Linked DNA regions of Bos taurus: region 1 is linked to region 2. A link is a contact called in public Hi-C data. All regions are on one chromosome and are shown on one strand. The core of a region is the stretch at or near the end of the contact, and the rest is flanking DNA. Distances in the headings are between cores, read along the strand shown.

The links. Hi-C and Micro-C count contacts between places; a contact is called where the count stands out from the background.
Region 1: a contact with region 2 is called in a Hi-C map of liver, with 4 times the contacts expected there. The contact joins the promoter of LOC101907965 here to the enhancer-like site in region 2. A contact is called at or near these places in 2 of 11 Hi-C or Micro-C datasets (liver and skeletal muscle).

What each region holds. Positions count from the first base shown.
Region 1 is chr22:22,001,577-22,008,650 of ARS-UCD2.0, forward strand. It overlaps LOC101907965 (26S proteasome complex subunit SEM1), which reads right to left and starts at 3,470. Exons shown (of 1, transcript XM_010817627.4): 1 at 2,997-3,470. The coding sequence starts at 3,372. The coding sequence ends at 3,160.
Region 2 is chr22:21,943,505-21,950,692 of ARS-UCD2.0, forward strand. It overlaps SUMF1 (sulfatase modifying factor 1), which reads left to right. Exons shown (of 9, transcript NM_001076076.1): 7 at 4,669-4,782. Among named protein-coding and RNA genes, the nearest start is that of SUMF1, 45 kb to the left of the region's middle. Within about 2 kb of position 5,322, at least 6 of the 102 cell types and tissues checked have an H3K27ac peak or open chromatin away from gene starts, as enhancers often do. A contact at or near this core is called in liver, where this site is marked.

The sequences.
Region 1 (7,074 bases), core at 2,220-4,719, 56 kb after region 2:
TTTTTCCTCTTCAAGCCAGCTCACAAAGAACCTCTGGCAGGTTTAATACCAATGAAAATGTCATTTGTTAGCCTAGCAATAATTAGAAAGAAAACAGAAAAGGGAGGACAGTCTGTTGGCTCATAATATTCTGGTTAGCCTGTTAATGTTTTCTGTGGTATCTTTAATGTTAATTTACATGCCAGTTTTAGAGAATAGTTGTTTAGGTAATTCTACTAAGTCATTTAAATTATTTCTTCTTGCTTAATTCTTTTCTGAAATTATTGGTCCAGGATGTAGATTCTAACTTTATAAATTACCACATTTAAAACTCAAAACCACACTCAAAGAACAGTTTAGGGTTTCACAGTGTTTATAGGAATCGGTGTTACAGGTTTTGAGAACAGCAACTCTTAAAACACAGCCTCTGGACCCTTTTCAGGGAGTTGAATCAAATCTATCTTCATAATAATACAAAGATGTGATTTGCCTTTTTTATTCTCATTGTCTCATGAGTGTACAGGGGGATTTTCCAGAGACTTAAGGATGTACAGCCTAATGACTCATAGAATACAAGCTTGTGTAGTTTTATGTTTAAAAATGTTTCCAGTCTTAATTTTTAATGTACTAAATGTTAGCTCTGACCCAAATAGCAAAAACTCTTTGCAGTCTTCAGTCATAGGCATGTGAGGGATCCTGGGGCTTCCCAGATAGTGCTAGTGGTAAAGAACCTACCTGCCAATGCAGGAAACATGAAATCCAAGTTCCATCCCTGGGTCAGGAAGATCCCCTGGACGAGGGCATGGCAACCCACTCCAGTATTCTTGCCTGGAGAATCCCCATGGACAGAGGAGCCTGGTGAGCTATGTTCCATAGGGTCACAAAGAGTAGGACATGACTCAAGTGACTTTGCACATGAAGGGGTCCCGAGAGCAAAAGATTTAAAGACTGCTGATCCAGGAGAAAAGTGAGGTCTGATGGTGACCGAGTCTGTCTTGGGAATAATGAGCAGCCCTTCTCCATCTCTTCAGAGGACAATCCAGAAGAACTGAGTGTAAATGGTCGCTGCTGCTGCTGCTAAGTTGCTTCAGTCGTGTCTGACTTTGTGTGATCCCACAGACGGCAGCCCTCCAGGCTCCCCCGTCCCTGGGATTCTCCAGGCAAGAACACTGGAGGGGGTTGCCATTTTCTTCTCCAATGCATGAAAGTGAAAAGTGAAAGTGAAGTCACTCAGTCGTGTCCGACTCTTAGCGACCCCATGGACTGCAGCCCACCAAGCTCCTCCATCCATGGGATTTTCCAGGCAAGAGTACTGGAGTGGGGTGCCATTGCCTTCTCCGGTAAATGGCCGCAGGATAAAGTAAAACAATCTGTTAAGAAGCGCTTCCTTCCTCTTCATTCCGGGATACCTAGTAAATGCATAGGAGAATACCTGGTTCTATGAAGACCCACCAGTGATTTAGTTGAAGCAGTTACTTGGAAGGGTCAGAAAGAGGAAACTTTGGGGAGGAGCACAGGCAGGCAGCCCCACCACGGGTTGTCACATTTCCACAGAGATGCTGATAATGGAGTTGGCTCCTGAGAGACAGTTGTGCGTGGATGGCCCTGTACCATCCTGTAGTCAGAATCACTCTGATATATCAATAGGACTCCTCAGATGGGCTTTGGAATATCAGGTATACACAGTGTAAGCTCCCCCACTGTTGCAGCCTCTGCTTAAGGTGATGTAGTCTTGGGACCCTGCCTGTCAACTGCCTGCCGCCTCCGATGGTGGTGGTTTCATAAGCAATTGAGGAAGGTCTCAGTGTTCCTTTCGTGAAGTAGCTGACTTTCTCCTGGTGGAATTCATCTTCGTTGTGCTGTAAATTGTGATGGTTCTACCTTCTTGCCTGGTTTGTTTTCCAGTCGATAGTTTTAGGCACGCCTTATCCAGATACTATGCCAGTTGTTTTATGTACATGATCTAATTTGATCTGCAGATGATCTTGGGAAGAAGCAATTTTGGCTATTTTTGGTTAGTATTCCCACTGTGCACTTAGGAAGCTAGGACTCGGTGTTTGCGAGGCATCCAGGTGACATAGCTGAATGAAGCAGGACCAGGACTCACACCGTTTTTGTGACTTCAGTTCTCTCTACCACATCACTAGATCCGTGGTTTTAAATTAAGTGTGGGGTGGGGAAGGGTGGATTGAGGAGGAGAGATCACTGGGGCGAAAGGTAGCCTCAAGGAGAAAAAAAGGCAAAGATCGAGGAAGGAAATGGCTTAGTAGTTAAAAATGACAGTAGTTAGGAATGACCCTGGAGCCAGACTGTCTCAGTTTAAATTGTTCCCCTACTGGTTGCTTGATATGAGTTCCTTAACCAGTTTTTCAGATTTTGAAAATTAAATGGAAATACTTTTAGAAAAGGTAGAATTAAGGCAGGAGTGTTAAAACCATCAGTGTAGGGTGCTGTGCTGTGCTTAGGCACGTCGGACTCTGCAACCCCATAGACTGTAGCCTGCCAGGCTCCTCTCTGCATGGGGATTCTCCAGGCAAGAATATTGAACTGGGTTGCCTTGCCCTCTTCCAGGGGATCTTTCCAACCTAGAGATCAAACCCAGGTCTCCCACATTGCAGGTGGATTCTTTACCAGCTGAGCTACCAGGAAAGCCCCAGTATAGGGTGATCTGCTTGCAAATCTTTACTGGCTTTACATCATTTTCAATACAGCAATGAGACTTCCAAGGTTAGGACTACATGTTTTTCTTAACATCCTTTTCTTTCCTAAAGTGTGTTGCTTGTTTTTACAAAGTGATTATCTTACCATAAAGAAGCGAATTTTTAGGGGTAAGGTAGGAGAAGGCTGAGTATGGGAAACATTCTTCTGCTGGAAATAATGAAGATCAAAGGGTGCATTATCAGCTCATTCATACCAAGCTCAAATTTATGAAAAAATTACAGCTGATAAGACGACTGAGATCATGTGTGAAGAGCAAAAGGAAAAGGGTCCTGCACCGTGCTTTCTTTTTATTTTTTATTTTTTTTTAGATCAAAACATTTATTTTTTTGCATTACAAAAACAAAGATAAATCAAAGCAGGTAATGAAATAAACATTTGTAGGTATCCCAGCCTGGGTTCTCTGTTCTAGAATTTAGTAAACAGTTCAGGTGTAGGTTGCTTCAACACTTCTTCTGGATGCTATGAAGTCTCCATCTTATACCCATGTTTCTCTAGTTCAGCTCTTAACTGATTGGAGAAGTCATCCTCTACGTTGTCATCATCCCAATTATCCTCCCAGACATGTGCATCTTCATCTTCATCTAAACCAGCCCAGTCTTCCGCAGGGAACTCCTCGAACTCGTCGTCCTCCTCCAGGAGACCCAAGTCTACCGGCTGTTTTTTCTCTGACATCGTGACCCCAGGAGCCCTAAAGCTCTCAGGCCAGTAAGAAAGTTCGAGCCCTCGTTCTTCCTCACCGCAGCCACCTCCGCCGTTGCCGCCTCTATGCTTGCACCGTGCTTGTTAAATAGCGCTCTGAAAAAGCATATGGGAGGACTTCCTTGATAAGAGTCAATTCCCTGGTCTTTGTGACAAGTTTCTTACTCTCTACCCCTAACTCTGCCAAGGGACTGAAAACTGGGTATTGTTTCTTAAGACGTGGTTTCAGGACAGCTTCAAACTTAGAATTTTCTTCTGTTCCAGAACATTTGTAAATACTCAGTTTGGTGGGGAGGAAAAAAAAAAAAAACCTCATTAATGTGGAAACCACATTCACATTTGTAGTTTTGTATTTATTAACAAACTCTTGCTCCAGGATATATTAGGCAAGCCAAGGGGTGAATCATGTTGATACTGCTTCTGGGCTGTTAGCGTTGGTCTCTTTTGGAGCCAGCCCTGGTACCTCCATCCATGGCAACTTGAACTGGTTTTATATGTAATGTTCCCCCTCTAGTGGCCACATTGGTTTTGGGTTTTGCTGTTTTTGTACAAATGATCCCTAAAGTTGGAGAACCTTTCATTGAGGGGTACTGTGGATTTGGGGAGGCAAGTGGGAAAAGATAAAGAAGAATGTGCAAATATTTATTCCATAGGAAAAATTTATCGGAAATATTTGTCCTCTCCAGTCTCGTGCTTTTTAAAGAGCTCGTGGAGACGAGAACCTTTGGAAGGGAGGAGGGGTTTTAGAATGATCTCTCATCTTATTACTCTGATTAGTTTCCGAATTTCTACTGCCTTTATTAGTAAGTATCTTATTAATAAGTCCATCAAGTTCCATTAGAAAAACCTTTTTTTTAAAAAAATTATAACAGCAATAAAATGCATCGGGTAAAACTAGAGACTCTGAAAAACATGCAAAGTGTCCTTCATTCTGTGAATTCTGGTCTTCTCTCAAATCTGTGCTAGGAGGTAACTATTATGAACAGTAAGTGTATCTTTCCAGACTTTTTGTATGCATTTACAAACACATATTATACATATGTCTGTTGGTAGACATTGAGTACAGATGATCATCAATATGTATTAGGTTGGCCAAAAAGTTTAGTCAGGTTTTTGAAAATACCCAACCAAACTTTTTGGCCAACCTGGTACATAGAGGCACACAGAAATCATACAAAATGTATTCAACTTATATTTGGTTTTTATGAAACAAAATGGAGTCATATTATAATGCTATTCATTTTACATGTTTTGCATGCCCCATGAAAGTACTATATAGGTCTAGCTCTTTTTAAATAGCTGACTTTATTTAAGCATTCCTTATTGATGAATATTTGGATTATTTTCAGTTTCTATTGTTAAAAAATGTTCCAATAAAACTATTTGTGCCTACTTATATCTCTGCCAGTTTGTGCAGATAGATTCTGTAGGATAATTTCCTAGGAGTCTTAACTCCTGTATCAGAGCTTATGGTTATTTTAAATTCTGATGGATATTGACAGCCCTCCAAAAGGCTGTCCCAATCTGTGTTCTCACCCACAGTGAAGCTGCAGCTTTTCAGTACTATTTTTTTTTTTTTTTAGTCCTACAACGAATCTGAGAACAACCAAGGTAGCTCAGTGTAGGAAAATTCTCCTGTAGGAGTCAGACCTAGTTGTCAGAGGGTGATGAATGAAATCAAACTGAGGTCTTCATCTGGCCTCACCACTGCAGCATTCCTCACTCTCTGTGGCTGAAATATAACCCCGGGTTATGTGATCGGTCCAATTTTGATTGCAAATGAGTCCAGTCTGCAAAAGTGATTCACTGTTAATGAAATCAGTATTGAGGAGTAAATTGTTTCCACTCCCTACCCCTGCCCACAATCCACAGTGACCTCTTTACTGCCTGTAATTACTATGTTATTTTCCTCCTTGTGGTTTGGTGATCTGGACCCTGTCTCTGAGTTATTAATTCTGACCTTTCCTACATATGGCTTGGTTGGGATGCTTCAGGCCTTAGGGGCCCCTGAAAGTTTAAAATTTAACTCATAGTCTGAAGGTCAGAAACTTTGCCTGTTATTGAGTCTCAGCAGCTTTGTATTCCCCATCTCCCTACTCCATCTGATGTCCTCAGACCTGGTCCCTATGCCACGTCTAGCTTGTTGTGTTAGAAGTACTCCCGGGAGTTGTCACAAATGCACTTTCCTGAGCCCTCGTCCCAGAAGACTGAGTGAATAGGGCTCCAGTGAGGCCTGGGATTACTTACTTTTTCAAATCCCCATTCTCACCTCTGGGGCTGCTTACCCCCAGAGGTAAGCTTTAGTTGCATTATCTGTAAGATGAAGGCTTGAAGTATATCAGATTCTCCTGTAGGGAAAAGGAGTAGCGAAGGTTGTCGGAAATTCTGCCTGAGACTATAGATGAGGAGCATTGCTCCAAGGAGTCACTCGTGTGTCCATCTTGGTGGAAACATTGGCAGCTGATAACTGCTTCTGCTTTAGGCTCTGTTTTTTGGCTTCCTTCTGAATGACACAGACCAGTTGGGAGGAAACGTATGCACCTGCCTTGGCACAGACCTATAGCAGACCCCTGATTTCACAAGGAGGGACCCTTCCCTCTGGAATTCTGTGACTGGGGTCCCTGGTGAAGTAAACACAGAGGCGAAGCCAGGGAAACAAAACTAAGCAGTAGCTTTTGCTTTTAAAAACAGTAACAACAGAAGGCTTTCCATAGTACTGAAGCACCAAAACGATAGCTGGTATGTAGTAAGTGTTTTTATAAATGTTCATAAATGTAGAAAGAGCCAAATGACCTCAGTTTTTGGAATTCGCATTGAGGACCTGAAGTTGGCGTGCTAGCAGCTCCTTGTTGGTTTGTGTCTTTTTGGTTACCCTTGGCATGTGCTTTCTCTCTTGGGGCCTGTGGGTTTTGCAATATGAACGTGGAGGTTTGGAGTTTTTATGTCCCATAATGTCTGTAAGATTCTAATAATCAAATTGGCTTTGTGATAAGGGATAAATGATTACTTACTGCTTTGTATGTCCTCAGAGTGGCACTGTTTATAAACAAATAAGCTGAAACCACAATTGGAGAATTCTAACTGAATTTCTTCTTAATTAAAAAAAAAAGTGTGAATAACATTTATTATCACCATAGATGCTTTATGGCAGTGATGGAGTAGGTGGACAAGGTGTCTAACCAGCTGTGCAAGTATAGGTGTATTAGTAAAAAAAAAAGTTTTTTTAAAAAGGGAAAAAAATGTGACTTCTCTGGATTGCTGTCCAGTAACGAATGCCTAATGAATGCTTGTTATACTTTAAACCATTTCAAATGATAGGTGCCAAAAAGTCTCGCTTGCCTTTAGCCTTATAAGTTTCCTAAATTATAGAAAACCTATTTCTGTCTGGTATCATAATGAGAAATTGATACAAATGTCAAATTTGCACACACACACACACACACATCAAATTAAAGTGTTTTGAAGACCTATGAAGTATAGACATAGTATGTAGATCTTTCAGTTGAGACCTTCTCACTCTTATTTTTTTCTCTTATTGGACTGTACATGCTTTGAGAATGAAGATTGCTTTTGGTCTCTATTTCTCCAAAATGTAGCATAGTAGGTGCTTGGAAACTTTTGCTGAGTTAAATATGAGTTCAGGGACTCGACTTCACGCCACCCAGCATGTACTAG
Region 2 (7,188 bases), core at 4,072-6,571:
ACTTGCAGTGTGCCAGGCATGATACTGAGGTATTTGCGTGAATTATCTCAGTTAATGTTCCACTCTGTGAGGTAGGTACTGTTATCCCCATTTTTCCAGGTGAGCATTCTGAGGCACAGAGAGGTTAACTGACTTGCCCAGGGTTACACAGCTGGAAAGCCACACATCTGGGATTTGAACCAGGTCGCTTTGTTTCAAAAGCCCATGCTCTTAACTACCTTATAGGTGCCAGTGTAAATATTTCTTGTGTTTGTGTGCACATATATTTTTTACATATTGCTTTGGGGTCATACTATTATATTTAAAATCCTACTCTCCTTTCCCTGTGTAATACCAGGAACATTTTGTCTGGCATTAGCAGTTCTTCACAAATACATGTCTTTTAGCAGCTGGATAGCTTGTCATTTGAATTAACCCTAATTTATTTGCCCCTTATTTTTGCAAAGTTACATATGTTTTTTTGCTGAATAACAACATCTTGTGCATAAATATTAAATTGTATCTCTGATGATTTAAAAATAGTTTTTGAGGTATAGTTGATTTACAATGTTGTGTTAGTTTCTGCTATACAGCAAAGTGAATCAGCTACACATATGCATATATCTGCTCTGTTTTTAGATTCTTTTCCCATACAGATCAATTCTGAGTATTGAGTAGAGTTCCCTGTGCAATACAGTAGACCCTTAATAGTGTGGTGGTTTTTTTAATAGGTAGATTCCTAGCAGTGAAATTAGTGAGTCAAACACTAGAAACCTTTCTTGGTAAGAGTTTCAAAAACATAACCAAACTTTTCTGGAATGCATGTAGCCTGTTTCCCTCCATGAGTATTCCTTTCTGTCTGTTGTTTTTTTTTTTTTTTTTGTCAGCAGAACCATACACTAATGAAATAATGATAAAAGCATTTTGGTTTTTTTTGACACATTGAGCTAAGATGTCTTGTAGTGGGGAAATAGCACTTTACTGGGTTTGTTGTTACAGAAGATAATATTCTTTCAACAATCTTTCAAACAGTTGTCATTTAAAAAAATTTGTGTTTTTAATATTTGTTCACACAAAAATAATTCTTCCAAAATTTATTTATAAACGTAACACACATATGTTATTTGGAGCATGACCAAATGATTCCAGAATTTCAGCTGAAATAATAAACAAGTGAAAAAGACAGACAGTTTTTGGAAGAGATGAAGGATGAGAAGACACTTGACTTTTCAGAACTTCAAACATACTTTGAGCCATATAGTTAAAACATTACAGTTGTTTTTGCAGGGGTGCAGAAGTAATGTAAAAAAAAGTTACATGAGAATATGTTGCCTTTAAATAGGCACAGGAACTCACATGTGTGTGCTTCTAAAATTTCATATGTATGAGTTAGGTATATGATAAAATCACCAACACAAACAGTGGGAATTGGATGTATTTTTCAAAAGAGGCAAAATTTATTTGCTACTATACAGCAAAGTGAAGTTAGTTCTTTTCAGGTTTCCTTCTGGATAGCTTGTACTCTGAGGGGCACATAGGTTTATTCAGTAAAATGAGTTATTAGAGACCTTGGGGTCTAAGAGATCTCAACCTTTTTCTCAAACTGTACATGGGTAAGAAGGGCAGCTGTTATCTCATGGGCCACTGTTGGCAGAACCTGCGCTGCAGGATGAACACAGTAAGGAGCCTGATGAAGATGCTTAGGAGACCCCAGGAAAGGTGACTCGTGATGTAGAAGCAGGACACTTAGCCTTGAAGCATATATAGCATAGACTTCTGATAGACCAGGCAAATTACATAAGCACCTGTCAGTCAAAAGACCATGAGAATCTGTACTGGACAGTTATGAATATTTTATAGCACTTAATGGCTACAGAATTTCACATCACTATTTAGACAGATGAACCTCCAAGGAAAAAGTCATTTATTCTCAAGTCAGTGCATCTTCTCAGAAAATAACAATTTCCGTATGAAATAAAGATACTTTACAGATATTTAGAGTGGAGAAGGCGATGGCACTCCACTCCAGTACTCTTGCCTGGAAAATCCCATGGACGGAGCAGCCTGGTAGGCTGCAGTCCATGGGGTCGCTAAGAGTCAGACACGACTGATCGACTTCACTTTCACTTTTCACTTTCGTGCGTTGGAGGAGGAAATGGCAACCCACTCCAGTGTTCTTGCCCGGAAAATCCCAGGGACGGGGGAGCCTGGTGGGCTGCCGTCTATGGGGTTGCACAGAGTTGGACACGACTGGAGTGACTTAGCAGCAGCAGCAACAGCAGAGTTGGAATATTTAACTGGGGATGTGTAGCAGATGTCTGCCTTGGAGGATATTCAACAGAACTTACCTGAAGAAGTTGCCATGGAAGTTCCTAAGACAAAATTAGAACATTTACCAGGAGCTGACATGAGAAATATGACCTGAAGAGGAAAAAAACCAGCACCTGTTTATCTCAGGTTCTCCTTAGCTTCCTTGTTGGGTCCACAGGCCTTGGTCCCTTGAGAGCAGGGATCGAACTTCCAATGCTGGGATGGACTACAGTGAAATATCTCCCTCATCTGCTGTTTTATTTTATTAGTTTCACTCTGGTTTTAAATTTAGTGAACTATTCTGACCGCAGTGAACCTAAAGAATTGGTTTTCTGTTTGATTGGGCCTCTGTTGTAAGTTATTAGTATGTTTTGGTTTTCATGCATATCTGCTCATTCACCTGAAAATAAACATGTTGGAAGTATTTCTTCTGAGCTTTCTGGAAGGAGGTTTTGGTTGGTGTGATTAACTGAACAAAGAGCAGTTAAAATTTTTATACTCTCATGTGGTAATTTTGGGAGTGGTGACCTCCAGATTTTACCTCACTTAAACATCCAGGTATTTACAGAAGGAAAACTCCTCAAACCTTTCAGTAGATGCTGTTATTAATGTTTCCTCATCTTAGGGTTTAACAGCACCTCGTAGGCTAACTTGCTTGCCCAGCATTTGTTGTGTGTTGTCATGTAATGAAGACCTTAGGCTGGCTGACCTCCATTAGTCTGCTCTCTAAGCCTGAGAAATGGTTCCTCCCTCCACTTCTCCACTTCGTTCATTCCATCTTTCAGTTGCTCTCATACCCCTCGCTCCTTCCCATCTTTTCACTGAAACAAATTATTTTCTTCTTTTCCTTCCAACTATTTTTCTGTCTTATTCTTCCTCATTATCTCCAAATTCTTAAAAGAACAGTTTATGCCTCTGACCCCTTCTCCTTCACTGTCTCTCTGACCTTTGACCTCTGACCTTGATTCCCATAAGATGCTTCTACCTTTGTGGAGGAGGGTTCATCTTCAGCTCGAAATCTCTCCCTCTAGGGAGTTTCTGCATATTTTCTTTCATTCTCTTACCCTACTAATCCCACCCTGCCTTTCTAGATTGGATATTTTTAATTTTTGGCATCATCATTTTTTCTCCCTCATTAAAACTCTTTCACGTCTATGTCATCAAACCCTTTCTGCCTTCAGTCGACATGCATGGAATTACTGAATGAAGCAGTGAATAGGTACTGCTGTTTCCATAATGAATGCTGAGTTTGGAAGCAGAATGGTAAAAATTTTCAGCTTTCCCCATCATCTGGATTAATTTTTTTTCAGAGTAGCGTCATAACTTTATTGAAGTGCCCTGGATTGCCCACATATCACATGGTTCCATATTTATGTGTAGATCTAAAACCTTCTGAAGCCAAGTAGGAAATTAATTTTATTCCTTTTAGTTCTACTTCATTAATTGAGAAAAAACATGAACTTACAAAAAGATTTTTTAAAAAGAATCTCAACGATAAATTAATATTTTTTTCACTTAAAAAATAAAAGTTTCCTTCATGTATGAGCATTTCTTGTAAAATATGTTAGGAAAAAGTTCTGAGTCCCTAAAATAGCAAAACTTGTTCTGTATGCATTTACTATTCAGTCAAAGGTTTTTCTCTGGTCCTCCTCCCCACCTTCCTTTGTACACAAGCTTTGCACTTTGGTATCATGTCTGTGACATAACTATGTGGCAGACTGTCTGATCTACCTTTGAACGTGATGTAATTGCTGGCTGAAGAGCCCATGCAGCTTACCTCATAGTTGCAGGTCCCAGGGATTGCAAACTTTCTTTGTTTTATAGATAGCACTTGATAATGAATTCACAGTTTCTCTGTAATAAGAAGTCCCATCAGTGTTTTGACAATAATGACTCAGGCTTAAAGATAAGCTGGTGAGTTGGAGGGGGCTGGTGGAAAGGACAGAATTGGCTGAGGTCTCTCTGTGCCTAAAGATGTTGTGGCCAGCAGAGCTCAGCTGTGATGACAAGACTGATACTGGGTATAATTCTGTTTCTCTTATGCTTCTGAAGGTCTACAGATAATTTACTTGCCACTTCTCAATGAGATACAGATTTGACTTGTGATCAATACTAGTCTCTCTATTAAAAATTATTTCATTGACTTTCTTACCATGTAACATAAACTCTTCTTAGGTTTCTGAACTCCCTTTGAGAACTCAAAGCTGAAAAATATCTTCTTCTGTTTTTTTTATATTGGCCAGATTGTATTTTCACTGTTGGAATGAAAATTCATATTCATACTTTGAAGTAAGAGGTCTTTGTGCATTTTTATACTAAAGAGGCTTTCTAGACAAGGTGAGTAGATTGACAACATTTCCCCCTTTTTTAAATTTTCAGGTTGACGCCTTTCCTCCCAATGGTTATGGCTTATACAATATAGTAGGGAACGCCTGGGAGTGGACTTCAGACTGGTGGACTGTTCACCATTCTGCTGAAGAAACGATTAACCCAGTGAGTATTAGTCTCAGAATATGTATTATGAAAAGGTTACACCCATCCTTTGGGCAGATTATGGTAGGAATTTTGTGTGTTTTGGCTATTTATGTACTATTGAAATTAATCTTGGAATTTCCCCAAGGAATATTAAGCACATCTTTTTTTTTTTTTCCCCCAACCTTAAGGCATTGTGTAGAAATGTCCGTGGACATTTTGTATGCTGCTGGATCGTTTTGGTGATAATGATTTGAGGAAATCTGCCTATAACTTTAGAAATTATATTCAGCCTCATAAATGTGATCAAAGTAATGAGATATATAAATAACTAGGAAAATTCATTAATGTTTGTTAATAACTAGTGAGATCTGGTAGATGGTATTTATTGTGCTGCTAATTGCCTGAGTTTTCATTGGCTGAAATTTTGATTGAAGAACATTGTTTGGAGAAAATAAGAAGGATGTTTTCTGGGTGAATGCTGAATCAGGAAGTTGAGTCATTTGGTGATTATTTCCTGAACTCCACAGTATGTCAGTTCATAAACCTTGGGAATGTAGCAAAACTAAGTTAAATTTTACCTTCTCTGGCACGGGAGGACTATTGATTGCAGCTAGTGGGCTACTCTGCCTCTAAAGCCAAGCTCTCTCAGCGTATATAATGATTTAGACACTATAAGAATTAGGTGTGCGAGTGGGAAGTACTTCCTTTAAAAAGAACATGTCTGAGTATTTCTTGTGTGAACAGATTGGGGGGGGAAATGCCATTTAAAAATCCTATCTCTAGCAAACTAGACATTCATAAGTCAGATCCAGGAATATATATTTATACCCAAACTAGCTAGACTGGGAACTTAATAACCTTAACCTCTTGAAAACTTACAAAAGGTAGTGATAAAGACAATTAATTCTTTGATCTCTTCTCAGTGAAAGGTTAAACAGCTCAGAGTAGTTGAAGAAATTTTCAGACTCTGTGCCTCCGGCCTTCTTTTTTTTCAGAATTTAGGCATAAATTTATGTGATATGCTTGTTTTTTCTTCACAGAATAACACATGAGTTGCTCATGAATAATCTATAGACAGAAATCTCCTTTTTGGGGGGCAGATTAGAAAGCTGAGTTCTTCAGAAATGGTCATTTCCTCTTTGGTTTCCTTGGCAGGGCTGGTGGAATTAGTGGTCAAAGGCAACCCATCTCTCTAACGTGAGAGTAAGATTGTGAAATTTTCGGTGGGTTTGAGGTTGGGAGACGCCATTCTCTACTGGCACAATGTGACTTGGCGTTTGCTGTCAGAAGCAGAAATAGAATTTTTTTCTCGCCTTAGATGAAAGCATCTGCATGTTTGGAAAGGGTGCACAAGGCTTCAAAATTCTGGCAAGTTGTGAATGTATTTCTGTGACCATCTGTTGTCGAGCTGAGTGCTTATTAGCTTTCAGTTTTATAATTGCTTGTGTTGCTTCTAAGGATTTACAGAAAAATCCATATATTCTTGTTTTCACAGTCCCAGGCTCTGATCTTGGATGTTGTCTTTGCTCTATAAATCATTAGCCTTGTAGGTTTCTTTCACAGAGGCCTTATTTGCTTCCTGGTTTGACTGGGATTAAATTCACCAGTTTGGAGGACTGAACCCCAATTCCCTTGCAAACTCAGACTCTTATCATTCAAATCTTGACAGCGCCACTGTTGCCTCTCTGTGTTACCACATCAGCCTCCCAGTTGGGCTCCCTGGCTTCATTCTTTCTGCTTTGTTGCAGCTGGAATGATCTTCATAGAGAATACGGTTAATGCTCTCACTCCTCTGTTTAAAGAATAAATGAAGTACAGACTCTTGAACATGACTTCTGAAGGCTAAAATAATTTAACTGTTGCTGATCACTCAGTGACCACAGCTTTTTCTTCCTTTCAGCATTTCATTTTGAAACGTTACAAAAGTTCAGAAAATAGCATAACAGAGACCTATGTATCTGGCATTACGATTTAACATATACTGACAGCTTATTGTATTTACTGTATTTCTTTTAACCAAAGAGATAGAACAAAAACTACTCTATCAACACTTGATATTTGTCGGTATTTTTAATTTAAGCTGTTCTGGTCTGTGTATAGTGCTATCTCACTGTGGTTTTTTAGTCATTACGTATATATGTATTTTTTTCTTATTTTATTGAAGTAGAATTGATTTACAATATATTAATTTCCACTGTACAGCCTACTGATTCAGTTTATGTATATATATACACATATATTCTTTTTATATATGTGTATATATGCATACTTTATATATATTCATATACACACATTCTTTTTCATATTCTTTTCCATTATGGTTATCACAGGATAGTGAATACAGTACCCTGTGCTATATTGTTGTTTATCCATTCTTTATATATGAGTTTATATTTAGTCATCATATATTGAAGTCTGTATCTG